Linked DNA regions of Mus musculus: region 1 is linked to region 2. A link is a contact called in public Hi-C data. All regions are on one chromosome and are shown on one strand. Each heading gives the region's core, a stretch centred on a gene start, on an enhancer-like site or on the middle of the called end of the contact. The rest is flanking DNA. Distances are from core to core; before and after follow the strand shown.

Evidence for each region. A called contact is a pair of places that touch in the nucleus more often than the background predicts.
Region 1: a contact with region 2 is called in a Hi-C map of B cells, with 5 read pairs. The contact joins the enhancer-like site here to the promoter of Zcchc17 in region 2. A contact is called at or near these places in 1 of 39 promoter capture datasets (hippocampal neurons) and 1 of 484 Hi-C or Micro-C datasets (B cells).

Annotation. Positions count from the first base shown.
Region 1 is chr4:132,038,212-132,042,890 of GRCm38.p6, reverse strand. The region is part of intron 1 of Epb41 (erythrocyte membrane protein band 4.1); the gene reads left to right. Among named protein-coding and RNA genes, the nearest start is that of Gm36157, 9.0 kb to the left of the region's middle. Within about 2 kb of position 2,475, at least 148 of the 459 cell types and tissues checked have an H3K27ac peak or open chromatin away from gene starts, as enhancers often do. A contact at or near this core is called in B cells, where this site is marked.
Region 2 is chr4:130,357,148-130,361,465 of GRCm38.p6, reverse strand. It overlaps Zcchc17 (zinc finger, CCHC domain containing 17), which reads left to right and starts at 1,474. Exons shown (of 8, transcript NM_153160.5): 1 at 1,474-1,590. It overlaps Snrnp40 (small nuclear ribonucleoprotein 40 (U5)), which reads right to left and starts at 1,334. Exons shown (of 10, transcript NM_025645.2): 1 at 1,117-1,334. The coding sequence starts at 1,260.

The sequences.
Region 1 (4,679 bases), core at 1,226-3,725, 1.7 Mb before region 2:
TGTTCCTCGTTTTGCATCACATTGGAAAGTTCATAATGTCAGGCTGTCCCACAATTAATGCTGCTAATTTTGGTCACCTAGTTAAAGTAGTAACCCACAGATTTCTGTGTAGTGGTTAATGTTTTTAGTATTTGTGGAGGAACGTTGGCATTGTGAATATCCTGTTTCCAATTACCTTTTCCCATTGGCTTTAGCCATCCATGGATCCTTGGGGGTTACATATGTTGTTAGCTCTTGAAAATGAATCTAAAGATTTAAATTAGGAAAGAAGAGAAAGATAATGAGCTCCCGTTGTTGGTCTAATGCTCAGGTTTTTCCCATTTGTGCTAAATCTGACTTCTTATATTCCCCCAACCCCGATTTGTTCCTAAAATTAGGCTTACAGGATTATATTTTATTTGGAGTGGAACATAACCACTGGGATTCCTAACATGTGGGCCTCCATGGTCTCAAGATGTGGCAAAAGACTGAGACTCCTGGAAGGATTTTGACTGGGCTCTTGGAAGGATTTTGAGGGCAGGAAGGGTATTACTCATTAATTTACTGCATATTGTCTAGGATGAGCAGGGTCCTGTGAGTATATGTGATTGTAAAAGAATGTAGAGGGCGTGAGCCTGCCCGAAAGGAGTCCAGAGATCTGGTATTAGTAGTAGGACTAGAAGTGTAAGAGTGACTTTGTTGTGTGTGGAAAAGCACATACTTATAGAAAAAGCAGAGTCAGCCTGTGGTAACTAGCCTAGGTCTTGGCTGTCCTACTCTCTCAGCCTATCACCAGCAGTGTTTACTGGAGCCTGCTCAGTGTGCCAGGTAAACAGTGTCAGTGCTCACTGCTAGCTTACCTGGTTCAGGCTTTGTGCTTTATACTTTGTAGATATAGTGTAGACGTTCGAGTACAGCTTTGGGGTGCAATGCTTTGTTTTAAATTCCACTTATGCCACTCTAAGTCGTGGCCATGGGCAGGTTAACTCACATCTGTGATAATTAATTCATTCTATAATGGTAGGGATGTTCTATACCTTTAATGTTATGGTGATTAGATGAGTTAAATATAGGAAGTCAAATGTGAATTTTTTTTTTTTCTCTTGAGGTGCTGGTGCATGCTAGGCTAGCTTCCTACTGTGAGCCACATCCTTAGGTGTCTGTGAAATACTTAGACACCAGATGCCTGGCTGTCATGATGATTTTCATAGTTAAGCCTCACCCCAGGTTACTGGAGTGTTATTAATCTCAATTCACAGTTTAGGTAACAAGTTAAAAGCTAAGTAGCTTGTCCAGAATCACACAATTGAAAATTGGCATTCAGAGTGATGAGACCTTACTGAGACCCTTTTGCTTGTCGGGGGTAAGAGCTTTGGATGTAAACCTTCTGTCAAAGCTGATGAGTTCTCTATAACTGTTGTCTTGTGAAAGTCCTTTTCTAAAGCTGTATTTGTGTGTGTGTAAAATGAGGATAATCATATTTTAGGAAATATATGCATAGTATGTGCCTATCATACAGATTTTATCAAAGGGAAAAGAGAAGAAGTGACATTTGTTTAATGTGGCTGGCTCTCCTTCCCCCTCCCTCTCTTCCTTCTTTCCTGGCAGTCTCATGTACCCCCAGGCTAGCCTTGAAACTTGCTATGTAGTTGAGGGTGACTTTGAACTTGTGACTCTGTTGCCTGCATCTCTGAAATGTTGGGATTGCAGATGTTTGCAGTCACTCTAGGTGCTCTTAAATACACACACACACACACACACACACATACATATATATATATATATATATATTGTTTTTTGTTTTTTTTTTTAGACAGTTTCTCTGTGTAACATAGCCTGGCTGTGCTGGACTAGGTTTTGTTTGTGTAGCCCTGGCTGTCTTAGAACTCACTCTGTAGACCAGGCTAGCCTCCAACTCACAGAGATCCACCTGCCTCTGTTTCCCCTGTGCTGGAATTAAAGGCATGCACCACCATCACCCAGCTCCTGCTAAGTATCTCTGATTAATTTTTACTATTGTAGTCGTGTGTATGTGTGTGTGTGTGTGTGTGTGTGTGTACACAGATGTGTATGATGTTTGCTTGTGTGGAGGCCAGAGGCAAACTGTGGCATAGTTCTCTTCTTTATATGGTTCTAGGGATTGAAGTCAGGTTGCTAGGCTTGTGTAGCTCACCTACCCTCCGAGCCTTTGTATTTTTATACCTTACTTGTACCCTTGTCTACTGAAATTGGATGTCTTTGGGTCTGTATAATGGTTGTATGCAAATATGTAATGCAGTTTTGTCCAGTGTCGATCTTTGGGTTTGATTCAGACTCACACTGTAAATTTTTTAAGTTTTTATTTGCATGTTAGCCTGTGTGTGAGTGTTCTGAAGACCCATTTCACAGCAAGTCTGGGTTTATAGCGTCATTTCCGGCTTGGTAGGACACAGTCTTGTGGTTGGTGTCCCCATTGTTGCTTTTATCTTTTGAAGCAGATGTGAAAGTAAACACACACTTGACAAACAGGAAGAGGTTTGCTCTGGGAGGGTGGCTTTTAAGGCAGCCTTTAGACAAACTGCCCGAAATCGGAAGAGTCTTGAATCTTTTTAGAAAGAAATAGTACCTCATTTTTGTGAAGTATATATTTAAAAAAATGCATTTAACCAAAATGATGACTGTACATATGTTTGTGCTTTTTATACATTTGGGGGAAGTATTATGTTCCTGTTTTCCTTTGAAAAAGAATACTGACGCATGCTTTTCTTCCTAGTGCCGAGTATCAAACTCAGGCCTCACTGAGCATGCTGCCTGCCCTCTGATCCTGATCCTGGCTTCTCTTTCTATTTGGAGGAACTTTCAACAGAGAGTTGTGGACATTTTTGGCTCTTTATGACATCTATCCTAGTAACATTGTACTTTGGGTTTTCGTTCTTAAGATAGGGAACAACACATGAATGCTCTGTAGACCAGGCTTGCCTCAAAATCATAGAGATCTTTCTGCCTCTCACTCCACAGTGCTGGGATCAGAGCTTTGTGCCAGCCACCACACCCAGCCTAAAGTTTTTCATGAGTGTGTGGGGTGTGTGTGTGTGTGTTTGTGTGTGTGTCCATGCACATGTGTATGGAGGCCCAAAGTTGACTTTGCACATCTTTGATCACACTCTACTTCCTTTGTTGAGTCAGAGTCTCTTGTTGAACCCAGAGCTAGCCAGTTCTAGTTAGTCAGCTAGCTAGTCATCGTAGAGATTCCTTGTGCCTGCCACCTGAGTGCTTAAATTACAGGTGGCTGTCACACCTGCCTTGCCGCCCTTTTATGTGGGTTCTAGGGATCTGAAGTCATGTCCTCATGCTTGCTTGGCAAGCACTTTGTCCACTTCCACAAAGAATTTGTATTGCTTTGTTGAAAATCTCCCTGCCTTCCTCCTTTCTTCTCCTTTATCTTCTTTCCCATACTTTCCAACTAGTAGTCCTTTGAGGATACACTTGTTGTCTTGTTTTTTGAAGCAGGGTCTCTCTATTCATCTCTGGCTGTCCTGGAACTCACTATTGATCAGAGGTCGACCTGCCTGTGCCTCCAGACTGCTGCAATGAAAGGAGCATGTACCACACCCATCAGGATTTTGAGGGCAATGTGATGTTGGAGCCAGACCTAGTTTTTTAGTAATATTATGTTTTGCTAGGAAAAAAAAACATTTTCTATCATACTAAATAAAATGAATTATCCAGACTTTTATGTGGGACAGAGTAATTGGAGATCATAGTAAGGGCTTTTGTTCCTAAAGATCCTCCTTCCTCTGGGGAGTTCCTTGCTGACCTCAGGGAGTATGGCTTTCTCTTTCTTTTTCTGTCCCAGAGGAGAGCCTTCTCTTAATACTCAGGCAGAACACAGCTGAGACCAGCCTGGAACATTCTGTTCCCATCTTACAGCCTTAGACTTTAGAGATTTAACAGAGAAGCGTGTGCAGTTACTAGTACGGCTCTGTGTAATGTGACTTAGAAGATAACAGCCACCCCTCTTCAGGATGTGGTCATGTTTGGGATATATCCTTTCCTTGGCCTGCTTTCTGATGGAGAAACCATCTTCTCTTCCCTCTTACAAGCACCCCTAGTCTGTCTCCCCTCTTCCCTCCCTTGATGCTCCTGTATTAGCCTTCCACATGCTTAGTTATAGGCCTGTGCTACTAAACCTAACCAGGAGCTTTTTTATAGTCTGTAAAATAGATCTTTTTAAGATATCCGATAAAATTCTCCTAGGTTCTGTGGCTTTTCACTTCTTTGATGGGAACACTTCCTCCCCAAGGCCAGGAATTGAATTCAGAGCCTCAAACATGCTAAACTATCACCTTACCACTGAGTTACATATCCTGCCACGTCTATCTGCACGTAAGGTCCTTTTTTACGGATAAGGTGGGATTTACTTATCTGCTGCGATTCCCTATCTCCTGTGCTTTGGTTGGTTTGTTTGCTAGTTCTCCTGTATTGTCAGGCTTTGTGAAGACCTTAAAGTTGTTTCTTTCCTTTGTACCACAGGTCCACATCAGTTACCTTTGTTATACAATCAATCAACCCCAACGCAGTCACTTAAAACTTTTTCATGATCCGTAGTCGATCACAAAACAGCTTTGTGAAACGGCTCATTTCTCCTGTGTGGCACAGGCAAGGGTATCCATTTCAGTGGCTGACCTGAAGCTGGAGTATCCACTATAGCCTTATCTTCA
Region 2 (4,318 bases), core at 225-2,724:
CCTTGCATTCTAGTGGAAAGTGAGAGAAAGGCACACAGAGCCACCCAGTGCTGAGTGCCATGGGAAGAAACAGTATGGGTTCCAGATTACAGGACACTCCAACTTGAAACACAGTGGTCAGGAAAGCCCCTCTGAAAACCTGGTGTCTGAGCAAAGATTTGAAAGAGCAAACAGCTGACCATGTGGGCATTTAAAAGAACATTCCAGCAAAAGCACCAAGGAAAGAAAGAACATTATAAGTCGGTGTCTTGAGCCAAGTGACATGCCAGAAAACTGGTAGATGAACAAGGTAAGGAGGGGATTATTACAGAGAATTTGATTTTTAAAAAAACGCACAATAGAAAGCCAACATAATGTTTTCAGCAGAGTATACCATGTGACTTAATATTTCCATGATTCCCCTGGCTACTGGATTAATAACCAATCCTTGGTTCAAAGACAAAAACCAGGAATACTAAATTAAGCTCTACCTGCAGTGATGTCAGATGACATAAAAACAGTTTTAACAAGAAGGTAAAAAAAAAGATCATAGTTACACAGATCTCTTCTCTTCTCTCTTTCAACAGGACTTTGCCATAATAAATAGCCTACACTGGCTTGGAGCCATGGATCTTCTGGATACAAAAAAGTTTGCCTTCCCCATTTGCAAAGTAACAGCTTCTTTCAGTCAGGTACCATGGTTAATGGAAATTTCACACGCAAAACATCCAAGATAACATCCAACGAGTGTTAATTACAATTATAAATGCAGAGAAAGAAAAAAGTTCTACCAGGTAGTAAAGCGAGCTATCATTCATTTCCATTGCCTCCCCTCTCATTCATTCGTCCACTCTGCAAACTTTCCTGAATGTTTCTTTTATGCTAAACCCCTGAAGATTTAGGATGCGGAAGCTTGGGTCTTGATTTTGAGGCCAAGGTTTTAAATGATTCAATGCCACTGAAGGGCTGAAAACAGGCGTCTACTAGGGAAACACGTATGAACCACACAGAGAACACCAGGCACCTTCACAGAAGCCTATTTTAACTTCAGGCTCACTGTCTTTCCGTTCCCTCAGAGGCGACATCATCCGTAGGAAGAGGGGCGGAGGGCCAAAGGCGGGATGACTCCCCACTTACCGCCTGCAGCAATGCCCCTGGAGTCGCCTGCTGCGGCCCCGCTCCGGGGCCGGCTCCTGCCGCTCCCAACAGCAACTCATGTCGCGGCCGCTTGACGGGAACCAGGGGTAGCTCCGGGCCCTTACGCTTCTGCTGCTCGATCATGGCGGCAGCCACTCTCCTCGGCGCCGCCACTAACCGCGCCGCCGACCGGAGGCGCCGCGCAATTGGTTCCAACTGAGTTCTTCCTCCAGAACTTCCGGAGAGGAGCAACCAATTGGCTTCTAACATTTCCTTCTGGAAAGCCCTCTGAATACACTCTTGTGATTGGTCCCATTCTGATGACGTCACGAGAAGGCGACTCTGGGATTGGGTCGCGGAGCTGGCGTTCTCCCCCGCCCCCTCGGGCGCGCAGTGCATCGTGGGTGAGAACGAGCGGAGCAGGTTTGGCGTTCCTAGCTATGAAGCGGCTGTCCTGCTAGGCGCGGACGCGGAGTGAGTGTGTGGGGAATCAGGCGGGTGGCTGTTCCAATCTGGAAGGTGCGAGGTGGTGATAGGCCTGAGCCTGCCCTTTTCAGCTATCAGCCTTAGCAGCATGGGGTGGCAGGAGGTGTCGCCGGAAAGAGAAGTCCCTTGGTAGGCTGGAGCGGAGCTTTGGCATCTCTGGCTCCAGGACTCGAACCCTCAGACGGCTATCCCTTGACAGCTGCTCTGCAGGATGCCAATTCTGCGTCTAGCTCTGTGCTGGCCCGAGTCCTGGCCTCCAGGCTTCAGTGCCGGACTTGGCTGAGGCGGCGGACTTAGTTGTCACTGATTTAGCCGTCTTTTTAAAAGGGCTTTAATTTATGTCCCCGAGACAGCCAGTGATGAGGAAAGTATCAGATGGTTCTTCCGAAGCACAGTTTAGTTGAGAAATCGAACAATCATGCTTGCGTGCCAGGTCTTCTCGAAAGTGGTCCAAATGATATTTATTGTGCAGTGCGTTTGGGGGTCATTCTGAAGAAATATGGTCCTCTACCCCAGAGTGTGGGAAACGTGTTAAACAAATTTGATGTTAAACAAAAACCATTTGATCGGAAGACTACCTAAACAAGCGATGCCTCTTGCTGTGAGTTACTAATATAAACTTGAAGGCTTTTTAAAGGAAAAGACATCTGAGCGGTTCCTATCTGATGGGACGGTTCTAATTAGGGGAAGAGAGGAAGGGAGAACGTTCTGCACAGAACAGCAGGTTCTATCAGTCGGAAAGATGAGGGAGACACAAAGAGCCGGTGTGGGGGGAGAGAGAGAGCGAGAGCGAGAGCGCTAGCTTAAAGTGAATATGGTATGGGATGAACCTGGAAGTCATGAAGATTTGCAGGAAGTTGAAGCTTTTACTTTAAAATTAATAGGAAGCCAGCGATAGTTTTCTCTCTCCTCCAGAATGTGGTGCAAAAGAGGACTTGATCCCTCAGGCTTAATGGTGTGATGAGATTGGAGAAAGATAAGAGGTTTACTGGGAGTAAATAGACCATTTCGGGAGCATGAACAGTAGTTCTGATCAGCAATGCCAGTGAGAACCAAGCTGGAGCTGTGACTGAAGACAGGTTTAACAGTATCTTGAGATAGCAGGGGAGTAAATTGGACAGAATAGATTGGATGATGCTCTTAGTCCCAACACTGGAGGCTGAGACAGGAGGTCTCAAAACCAAAAGCAACAAAACCAAAGCTAGCCTGGGCAACATTGGGATTTTCAACCCATACCAGGCTGCTAGCGTGACACATTGTTTCATCTTCTTTTTTTTTTTCCCCTAAGACAGGGTCTCAATATGTAGCTGGAGCTCCTGAAACTCACTCTATAGACCAGGCTGGCCTTGAACTCAGATCCACCTGTTTCTGCCTCCCCGGTGCATGTATGTATTTGTCCCTTAGGAATGCCCAGTGCTAGCATGTGAACTACGATTGAGTGCTAGAAACTCTAACCCCAAGTCCTTTGTAAGCGTGTCTTAGTTAGGGTTTTATTGCTGTGAACAGACACCATGTCCAAGGCAACTCTTATAAAGCCACCATTTAGTTGGGGCTGGCTTACAGGCTTAGAGGTTTGGTACATTAGTATCAGGGCAGGCATGGTGCAGGAGTAGCTGAGAGTTCCATATCCTCATCTTCTAGATTGAATCTCTCTGGCAGCTAGGAGGAGTGTCAAAGCCCACCCCCACAGTGACTTCCTCCAGCAAGGCCACACCTATCCCAACAAGGCCACACCTCCTAATAGGGCCACTCCCTGGGCCAAGAATATACAAACCATCACAAAAAGTAACAAGTGCTCTCAATCTCTGAGCCACCTCTCTCTAGCCCTTGCATAGTGAGATTCTAGCTCACAGAGCCAGGGCCTGCTGATGTGACCTCTGGTTTCAGTCCTTAGCACTGCAAGAAGACCTCTTCCACCAAATAAAAATTTTAAAATTGCTTAAGGCCTCTGTTCTGTGGATAGAGCAAATGAAAAAAAGGCAGGGTGGAGTGGTGCTCTACTTTAATCCCAGCACTCAGGAGGCAAAGGCAGGTGGATCTCTGTGAGTTCAAAACTAGTCTGTGTTTTCCATAGTGTTCTTGAGACAGAGAATCGTGTCTCGAGAGAGGATGGGGGGGTGTTATTAGATATTGCTCTTCATAATTTTATTTAGGTTTATTTAGAATTATTATTTTATGTGTATGAATGCTTTGCTTGAATGTATGTATACTGTATATTAGCCTGGTGCTGAAGGAGGCCAGAAGAAGGCATCAGATCCTCTGGGAGTGGAGTTACATACTGTTATGAGCCACCGTGTGGGTGCTGGGAATGAACCCGAATCTGCTGGAAGAGCGGCGCTTTAACCTGCTGAAGCTTTAACAGCCTAATTCTGCAAGGAGCCACTTTGTGTATTTCCATGACTAATGTGTGTGGAGAGGAACTGGGATGTCTGCCCACATTTTGGGTGTCCCAGTGCTATTATAGATTCTATACTTGGCTAATTAACTTCTTAAGTGTGGTAGTGATTAGTAAAGGTCTCATAATAGAACCATGAAGTTCAAATTAATAACACTTGTTCAGCCATGTGAGGCTGGGCAAAAGAAGGGAAAGTCTGGAGATGAAACCGCATGGCTGGGAAATAGGTGGGGGGGGGTGCACTCAGTCATGTCTCTAGAATGGGCAGATCAGCCTCTATCCTGTGTTCATGTTCCTGTGTGCAGGTGTGCATGTATGCAC